2 separate regions of the Capra hircus genome follow, and region 2 is linked to region 1. A link is a contact called in public Hi-C data. All regions are on one chromosome and are shown on one strand. Each heading gives the region's core, a stretch centred on a gene start, on an enhancer-like site or on the middle of the called end of the contact. The rest is flanking DNA. Distances are from core to core; before and after follow the strand shown.

What was found. A called contact is a pair of places that touch in the nucleus more often than the background predicts.
Region 2: a Hi-C map of blood shows a contact between it and region 1, with 4 times the contacts expected there. The contact joins two enhancer-like sites. A contact is called at or near these places in 3 of 5 Hi-C or Micro-C datasets (blood and liver).

What each region holds. Positions count from the first base shown.
Region 1 is chr8:63,650,879-63,655,974 of ARS1.2, reverse strand. All of the region lies in intron 3 of COL15A1 (collagen alpha-1(XV) chain), which reads right to left. Among named protein-coding and RNA genes, the nearest start is that of COL15A1, 26 kb to the right of the region's middle. Within about 2 kb of position 2,779, at least 4 of the 5 cell types and tissues checked have an H3K27ac peak or open chromatin away from gene starts, as enhancers often do.
Region 2 is chr8:63,795,059-63,799,757 of ARS1.2, reverse strand. It overlaps TGFBR1 (TGF-beta receptor type-1), which reads right to left. Exons shown (of 9, transcript XM_018052234.1): 3 at 4,460-4,690. Among named protein-coding and RNA genes, the nearest start is that of TGFBR1, 38 kb to the right of the region's middle. Within about 2 kb of position 3,402, at least 1 of the 5 cell types and tissues checked has an H3K27ac peak or open chromatin away from gene starts, as enhancers often do.

The DNA.
Region 1 (5,096 bases), core at 1,530-4,029:
GCTTTCTGTCTTCTCCATCTGATCCAGTGAAAGCTTTTCCTCCAGCTCGTCCCCTCTCCTACCGAGGACAGGAGAGGAAGCCCCTTTCCGGTGGGATGCTGCAAGCGTGCAGAATGTGCGGTTCTACAGTGGGTATGTGACTCAGGCCTCTCATCCAGAGGTTTGTTTCTAAGCAGTGTTCCGAGGGCTCAAGGAACAGGTTGGGGCTCAGGGACTCCAGGACAGGGGTGGAGAGGTTTCTACCCAGAAGCCTGCTTAAACCAGCCCAGTGCTGCCATGTAAAGCAGTAAAGCCCAGGCTTCCACATGGCCATTTTGGGAATTAGCTTCAGGAGGATTCTGCTTCAGGAAAAAAAAAAAAAAAAACAACACACCCATCTAGCCAACCTCCTTATTTTATAGACAGGGAAATAATGGTCAAGGAGAGAGTTTCATGACCAGGACACACATCCAGGAAGTAACAGGTGGAGCAGTGAAGCAAGAATGGGCAGAGGGGAGATGTGATTCTGCCTTGGGGTGACTTGGAGTGGCAGGTGACCCGCAACTGGTGCCCCTCCATGACGCCTGTGCTGCCCTAGCCACGCTAGGCACAGGCCACTGGTGGGCCAGCTCGAGAGTGGACGGAAGAGGCAGCCTGTAGAGAACTGCCTTGGCGCTGGACAGAGTTGGGTTCAGATCCAGGCTATGCCAGTTACCAAGTGGGCAGCTTTTGGGCAGATAACTTACTGGTGATGTAGGAATGTCCCACCCATCTCATACATGGGGACAAAATGAGATAATGGAGGAAAAGTACAAGTGCTCAACAAATAGTAGAAACCGGTCTTCCGCTTGATCCAAAGGTGTAAGCTTAGTAAAAACCAAAGTCTGCAAAGAGATCTTTTCCTAATCCTACCTGCCCCCTGCTGCCCAGACCTCAGCTATGAGGGAGAGCCAGCGTGCAAGCAGCAGGCTGTAGGCCTTGCTTCCACTGGGTCAGCCACAGGGGGAGCCAAGCCACAGCCTAAATGAAGTCCAAGTCAGCCCCTGCTGTGCTCTCAGCAACCACCCCCTCCCTCCACACACACTGTCCCACAGCATGCTGTGGTACGGCAGGGAGTGACCCCTGGCCTGGAGTGACCCATGCTCAGGGCTGCGCCTGGGCCCACTGGCTCACTTCCCCTTGGCCTCTGGCAGGAGGGCCACCTGCTCAGGCAGCCACCAGGGAGGGGAGAGAAGCCAGGAAGCCAAGACAAACAGGCCCAGCAGCTAGGTCCATAGGCTTGTCCTGGGATGGCTCTCTGCTGGGTGGGAAGCGGGGGGATGGAGATCACAGCTGGTGGGAGGATGTTCCACCATCCTTGAGGGGCAAGACTGGAGGGGGTGGTGCTAATAGGGGACTGATCACAGAACTCTCTAGCCTCAGGAAGCTTGGGGCCTTTTGTGGGAGGGTGCCACACTTCTCCACAGATAACTGCCTATCTCAGAGGACATCTGACCTCAGTCTTAATCTTACTTCATTAATGCATAGGGATAGCTTCATTTCTGGGCTTCCCAGGTGGCACTAGTGGTAAAGAACTCACCTGCCAGTGCAGGAGATGCGGGAGATGTGGGTTCGATCCCTGGGTCGGGAAGATCCCCTAGAGGAGGGCATGGCAACCCACTCCAGTATGCTTGCCTGGAGAATCCCATGGAAAGAGGAGCCTAGTGAGCAATGGTCCATAGGGTTGCAAAGAGTCAGATACGACTCAAGCGACTTGGCACACACACTCGCAGCTTCGTTTCAATGGGGTTTTTTCAACCCACTTTTCCATTCGTGAATTTGATAACATTTGTGAAACCCCCACATCATGCCTTGTGTGCCCCTGGGGATGTGGAACTGAAACCAGCATGCAGGCTCTCAAGGAGTTCCTGATCTAGATGTCTCTGTTAGCAGAGACAAACTCCAGAGCCTTCAATGGCTCCCCAGCACCCTCAGAATCAAGTCAAAATTCCACTCAAGACACCTTGATCCATCTCTTCATTCTCCCCCTTTTTCTGTTCTTGCCTTTGCTCACTCTGTCCCTTCTATTGGTAACACCTTCCCCTATTTTCTCACAGCTGAATCTTTCTAAGCTCACTCAGCTGCACCCCAAGACCCCGGAGCTTCACTTCTACACTATACACAGAGCCACAGGCACGATTCCCCAATTCAAATAGCCACACGAGAGCTTGGCAGAGAGCAGGCACTCAGAGCTGTGGCCTGAGGAAGGGGACAGACAGGTACAACTGGGCCTCACTCTTCTCAAGTCTTTGGTGTGGGCACCGGAGTACAGCTTTGCAGCAGCCCCTCCCGAGGGCACAGGGAAGAGGAATCAGATGGCTTTAGAGGCGGACTGGGCAGAGGAAAATCTGAACAGTCACCACGTGGTGCAACTTTCCTCCCAGGGGTCCAAAGCTAGCTTCCATGGAAACTGGGACAGAATTCTAGTGATGAAGAAACAAACAGGGCAGGGTTCAGGCTTTCCACAGAGATGACAGTGACCAGAGGCCAGAGGAGGTGAAGAACTGGAACCCTTCCTTCTCCGCCTCTCCAGGATAGCTAACACCTCTCTTCCCCAAGCAGACCTCAGTTTCTCCTTCTGTGTAATGGGCAATCAGCCTTTCCATCTGTGGGGTCCTGAAGCAGTGCCTGGGGTTAGCCTGGGCTAAGGAACTTTGCCTCCGTAGGGAACTGCATCTGGCTTTACAAAGCTCCATCTTCATCTCACAGATGAGTATCTGGGACCTGAGCCCAGTGCTCGTGCTTGTCAGCCACAAGGGACTGGGGAGCATTCCTCTGGCTCTAGGTCAAAGAGGGCTGCAGAGAGCCAGACAGGGAGGATGAGGACACTTCGGGAACGCGCGCGGCAGCGGCCCCTGGTGGCCAGACAAAGAACTGCACCCATGAAACGCAAGAAAGGCTTCCTGGGCTGTAGCTGAGAGGGACACTGTCTGCGCCTAGGGAAACTGGGAGAATGCGGCCCCAACAACAGACTCAGGAGAGCAGGCCTGAGGTCAGCGGGGAACTGTGGACAAGCCAGGACTAGAACCCAGGTGCCTCTGCCCCTTTCCTACCCCGGCTGTCTGAGAAGGCAAAGGTGTTCCCCTCCCTACATCCCATTTCCACCTGCAGCTGTGAAGACTACAGAACACTTCAGTCAGCTTAAACAGCAACTCACTGACTCCTCCCGCTCCCACTGGGGCAGGCACGGGGTCCAGATGACCCTGGGTTTCTGGAGCCAGCAGGCTAAGTATGCATAGTTAAAGTGCGCGTGACTGCCCTGGAGGCCCCAGCAGGGCATCTCTCTCCTGGATTTCCCTGCACTCAGAGGGGAGATCCCCAATGCCTCCTATGCTGCCTGCTGCGAGTTCACCAAGCCACAGACTTGATGCAGAAAATGTGCAGCTCACCATCTGGAGAAGGAGCTTCCTCCACCACATCCCCTTCTCACAACGAAAGTCCATCCGGTTACTGCTTGCATATGTCCACTGTCCAGGAGCTCATCCCCCACTCCAGGGCAACCACGGCCACTGCTGGGCAAATCGAAGTCAGTAAGCTGAGGCATGTCCCCCTGTAGCTTCCAGTAAGCTGAGGCATGTCCCCCTGTGGCCCCCACCCGCCTGGCTGGGCCTAACTCTGCCCTCTGGACCACACACGAGTCAGCCTGGACTTCCACACCATGGCCTCTTGGACATTATACAGGGTGGGACCCTGGCCTGTGAGACACTCTTGCCACCAGCCCAATGTGGCGGTCTCCTTTCTCTCTGAGCCTCAGGTTCCTCATCTGTGAAATGAAAGGCTTGCATCAGATGGCTTCCAAAGGCCCTTGCCAGGTCTGAATGTCTCCAATTTTGCATCCTCCTCTCCCATCTGTTTTCCAGTTTCTCTAACCACTCTTAACTGCCGGTTCCTTCAGCCTACAGCCTTCGGGCCTGGAAGGAATGACTCCAAAAGGGACCAGCACAAATCCAGCCCTCCCCTCACAGATGTCCTTGCTTTTGGGCAGTGCAACCTGGCCAGAGGCGGTGAGCACTGTGCCCAGGAAAATGTCATGGCTCTGCCTGGGAGGAAACATCACCCCACCCAGCCTGGAGGCCCCGAGGCACCTAGCTCTACCTGACTCCCTTCCCAAGGAAAACGAGTGCAACAGAATTCCTGCTGCAGGGGCTCTATCTGCACCCAGCAAAGATTCAAGAGGTTCTTAGAAAAACCTACCACCCAATGCGTTTCTTAGAAAAAAGAAGTGTTTCCCTGCCAGGGAAAAAAATCCTGGATCAACTTAGAAGGGAGACCTGGGCTTGCCAACAATCAAAGACCTCATTTTTCTGAATTACAGAAGAGCATTTTTCTACATGTAAACTTAGAACGCCTCTTTCCCTTTTCCGGTTTTCATATATAGTGCAAGAATTTTCCTGCTCAATGAAGTTACTGTATGAGCTTTCCTTTCTCTCGCACGCGCTCCGTCTCTTTCTTTCAGGCCTGACCTCAACTGAGAAAAGGATGGTTTTGAAGGGGCCCGGAGGTGGTCAGAGACCTAGCTGGGTGTGGGCTCTGCAGCCTGGCTGCCCTGCCTGGCAGCTGGAAGGAGCTGGGTCCAGCTGGCAGCCCCAGCAGGAATAAGTCTGTACCCAGCAGCATCCCCTGTGGTTTCTGAAGCATCCTCTCATCTGTTCCCTCTGCCAGAAGGGAGGCAAGATGGGGGTCATTCTCCCATTTGGCAAAGGAAGGAATCAAGCCCCAAAGAGGGGAAGTAATTCACCTGAAGCCGCAGTGCAGAAGCCAAGCTATTATAGTCCACTGCCTCCTGGCTTCCTCCAGGGCCTTCCATCCGTGTCCCCACAGTCCCTGACCATACCTCCACCTCAACACACTCCTCTCTGCATTCTGGTGGTTAGTTCCCTTCCTTCCCTGATATGCATAGACATGGGCTCCTGGGCATGGACCATGCAGACCCATCTCTTGGTCCCCAGTACCAGCACAGTCCGGCAAGGGTGACCCATAAAGGGATGAAAAGAAACAATAAGATCTGTGGCTAAGATTTATTGTGGGCGTGCTGCATGACAGGCACTATTCAAAGAGCTTTCCATCATTTCTTCACC
Region 2 (4,699 bases), core at 2,153-4,652, 140 kb before region 1:
TGAGTCTGGTAAGTTTTAAGAATGGGAGGGAAAAAATATGTAAACACCAGAAACAAGAGAAGTGACTTCTGGTCTAACTTTAAAAATGTCTGAGATGGTTTTTGTGGTCAAGCAATTTACTAATTTATGTGCTAGGAACTGGCTTCCATTACACTAATATCTTAAAGAATGATGCCAAGTAACTTACCCTGGTGATGAGATCTTGGCAGTTTTCTCACCAAATGAACTTGCTTGATTATAACATACAGAGTTTTCAGTATTTTACCACACTTCATTTATATAAAAGTATTTAACTACCTATAAAATTTAAGTAACACTGTATTTTTTACTATTCTAATTCACTTAATATTTCATGGACTAAGAACTGTCACCTTAAAATATACTGGCACTGACAATTAAAATATCAGTGTACATCATGTTCTACACTGTTTATATAGTCTAATATGCATAAATCCGTGTCACATGTAATCTATATTGAGTTGCCTACTACAGATCAAATTAACCCAACAGGGTAAATAAAATTATCTGCTCTCTTTGGTTTCTAGTGTGAAATGCTTATAAATACAAACATTAAATCTTTGTCTCTTTTCATCTTTAAGCTTCTCAAATAGGTCTTTCCTTTCCCTTGCTCTAGCCATCCACGGCCCCCCCGCCACTTCCTGCAAAGTAGCAGTCTAACTGTAAACAGTTGTTTTTACAAGGAGACTGCTAGTTAAAAATAAACCTGTAGAAATTAAATGAAGGAGCTCATTTGTATTCTGACTAACCAATTCCTAATTATGTTGTTTACAGCAGACACTAACATATCGACAGTACATACAGTAGGCACTAAAGCCTCTGAACAGGGCCACACCATGTACTTTAAAAGGTGTAAAGTATACCTAAGAGTTCATTTCAGGGACTTGACTGGTGGTCCAGCAGTTAAGAATCCGCCTGCCAATGCAGGAGACACAAGCTTGATCTGCTGGTCCAGGAAGATTCCGGATGCTGCTAGGCAGCTAGGCCCATGCGCCACAACAACTGAAGCCCGTGCACCTAGAGCCTGTGCTTGCAATAAGAGATGCCACTGCAATGAAGAGGAGCCCCACTAGCTGCAACTAGAGAAAACCAGCTTGCAGCAGTGAAGACCCAGTGCAGCCATAACTAAATGCGCTGTGCTTAGTCGCTCAGTCGTGTCTGACTCTTTGCGACTGCATGGACTGTAGCCTGCATGGAATGTAGCTCCTCTGTCCATGGAGACTATCTAGGCAAGAATACTGGAGTGGGTTGCCATGCCCTCCTCCAGGATCTAGGGATCAAACCCAGGTTTCCCGCATTGCAGGCAGATTCTTTACCGTCTGAGCCACCAGGGTTATATTTATTTATGTATTAATAAATAAATATTAACACAGGAAAAAAAGGTTCCTTTCAGGAGGCTGATCTTGAAGTTAGAACGACAAGAAATAAAAAAGAAAGGGAATAGCAAATGAGAAGTCTGGAAACGCCTGACACGTTCAAGACTCTTGTAAATGGTACAGTCAAGAAAGGCTAAGAGGACAAGGAAAAGTCTGTCTTCCCCTTCACCACTGATAGATGGAGAACTAGAATTCAAAGTCAAGCGTGAAAGTCCCTGGGTCGTATCCGACTCTGCAAATTCTCTAGGCCAGAATACTGGAGTGAGTAGCCTTTTCCTTCTCCAGGGGATCTTTTCCAACCCATGGATTGAACCAGGGTCTCCTGCATTGCAGGCAGATTCTTTACCAACTGGGCTATCAGGGAAAGTCAAGATTTATCATATTTTCTGTATTTGGTTACCACAACCCACATGAGTATCTGAGCATTAAAAAGAAAAAAAAAGTTTTCTTGTAAAGACAAAAATTAGCAGGCCTAAGTTAGATCTCAATGTTTTCTGCTTCTGTACCTTTTAGAACTGCTTGAGAGGAAGCTACAATAGGGAAAAATGCGTGGTCCAAGCACCTTCACATGCAGTGAACAATGGAAATAAGACCAGAACAATATGCATACATTAAAGAGATCATAAGCATGAACAAGACACAATAAACACTGGGCTAAGAGATTCACATTCTCAAAAACTGAGACACCTATGTGCATGTCCACACACACACTTTTCAATCTGATGGCTGCTTAGAGGCATACGCTTAAAAATAGGCACATGCGCAACCTGCCGTTCAGATTCATGCAACAGGGAAAAGGTTAGCTTTAAGTTTAGAGGTGGGTACCAGAACCCAGCTCTCTGCTGGCTCCCACAATTCCTAAGTTAAAAAGTACAGTCTTTGAAAGAGAGAGATAGGGCCCTTCCTCATATATGGTACTGAGTAATAAACATTTGAATTCATAACATAAAATGTTGTTTTACCTCTTCCTCAATGACTGAAAGAACTAAAAAGGTATTATTCATAGACATCTGACTTACTCAGAGGCATGAGTTCCATTCATGAAGTGGCATTCAGGCTTTATAATAAATAGGAGGAAAAGCACTTTTCTGCTATCATTCAACAGAAGATAGCTTCTATCTGGAAAAATCTGGAAGTCATTCAGCACAGAATAAACTATGACAGGGAAAGAGGCCTTAAACTAAGCTTTTTTGTAAAAATGCAGCAAATTCATAATTGTATGTCAGATTTTTTTCCCAAATACCTTTTTAATAAGAGTAATAACACTTGTCATTTGGATATAACTTTACAATCTACCAAGTGCTTAAAATGCTTTCACATAAACGTATCATTTCATTTGAATCTCACAACACATTCAATGATGTACACAAGGCAGGGTTCATGAGTTTCATTTTTAAGATGAAATAACTCCAGCATGAGACATCAGCTAACTGCCCAAAGCCACAGAGCTGAGAAACAATGCAGACAAGTTTTTACATGGTAAAAGGAGGCATAAAAAGGAGAGAAGCTTTCAGACAATGCAGCTGGGTCCCTGACAGATCTAGAAATGTAGAATTCTTTACTTCATATTTGTATCTTAAAAGGTAAATATATTCTTATTTAGAAATCAACTGCCATCCAGACAGCAATTTCTTTTAATCCTTTAGGAAGCCAGATACATAACACTGTGCCAGGTGGCATGAGCTGCTTTGATTTCCTTGGGTTTAAGTTTGGCCACAAGAGAGCAGGGTCCAAGGGATTAATTCCAAATGATTTAAAACCACTCTAATTTTCTGTGACTTTGGTCCTTGGCTCAAGATATTTTTTTGTTCCAGGATAACTCCTGGAATGAGCCAGATATTCTTTGAGAATCCTTTAACTCAGAATCAAAGGGGAACCCCAGGGAAGCGTAAAATAATCTCTCGCCACTCCTCCACCATTTCTGCCCAGAGTGTCACATCTTCAGAACTAAGCCCGCTCCTTCTAATCCAACTTCTAATTGCCTCCCTCCTCATGGGAGTCTCAGGCATCCCTACAAGGCTGCCTTAAGAGACGTGGGCTCCTTCGTAAGCCTGTATGCATCCTAGTAGTCATGGACAGAATTCATGGAATATCTATGGTCAAACTCTATAGAAGAAAACTTGAGGTCATGAAATCAGTTTGCTCATACTTAAATGAATGAACATATATACATATACATCCCATAAAATATACCTTCATTCTCTTAAAGCATTTTTCATTATGTGAACTTTTTGTGTATGTGTGATTTTATGCTTCAGAGCCATATGCTTCCCCTAGTCATAATTTCTGTTTTAAAGTTCCTTTAATCACTTGATATATAATTTGTGAAATTTTCATTACATATATATATATTTAAATCTTTGTATCCATGAATCTAGCCCTTATTTGAAGTTAATTTGCTTCAGGCAATTTGGTAATCTATTTCTGATCCCACGTAAATCAACAAACTGAGGAAAGCAAATATCAGAAGGGCCATGGATCCGTAAAGCTGTATTAAATAAAAAGGTGGTCAGGCATTTTCTTAAGGGAGAAAATGACAAAAAATTCATTACTTTAATAAAAACAACAACAAGAACTAGGCCTGAGCCAAAGACAGCAATTTCATGTTAAAAAAGCAAATAGCTTTTTTAACTATGTCTGTCATAACACTCTCTGTCATACCTGCTTTCAAATATAAAAATAAAGCTGCTAAACAGTCCTGAAGAGAATGGGTAACTGCAGATTATTTGAACATCTCTGAACTTCAGCCTCAGCTACAGAAGAATAACTGTCCTTATCCTTTTTATCTTACACAGTCGTGAGAAGGTGAGAATGCTTTGAAATTTCCGCAAATGTGAAAGTGACTTACTGATGAAATGTTGACAAGTCAGTCACTTCTAATTTGTCCTTCCTAAACTAGCCACAGTCAGATATAAACCTAGCTTAAAGACCTATATTAAGGTTCAAACCTGGGGTAGTATTCATGCTAGCCCGAATTTTTACAAACTTAGCCAACTGGCTTAGCCAATTAATAAATACAGTTAAGTTTAAAAAGACATTTTAGGAAAAAGAAAGAAATACATTACCTGATCCAGAACCTGATGTTGTCATGTCGTAAATTAAATCTTTTAACGTTGTACCCTCTGAAATAAAAGGGCGATCTAACGAGGGATCCTCTTCATTTGGCACTCGATGGTGAATGACAGTGCGGTTATGGCAGATATAGACCATCAGCATGAGTGAGATACAGACAAAGCAGACTGGTCCAGCAATGACAGCTGCCAGTTCAACAGGACCGAGGCCAGACGACGGCTTTCCTGTAAAAG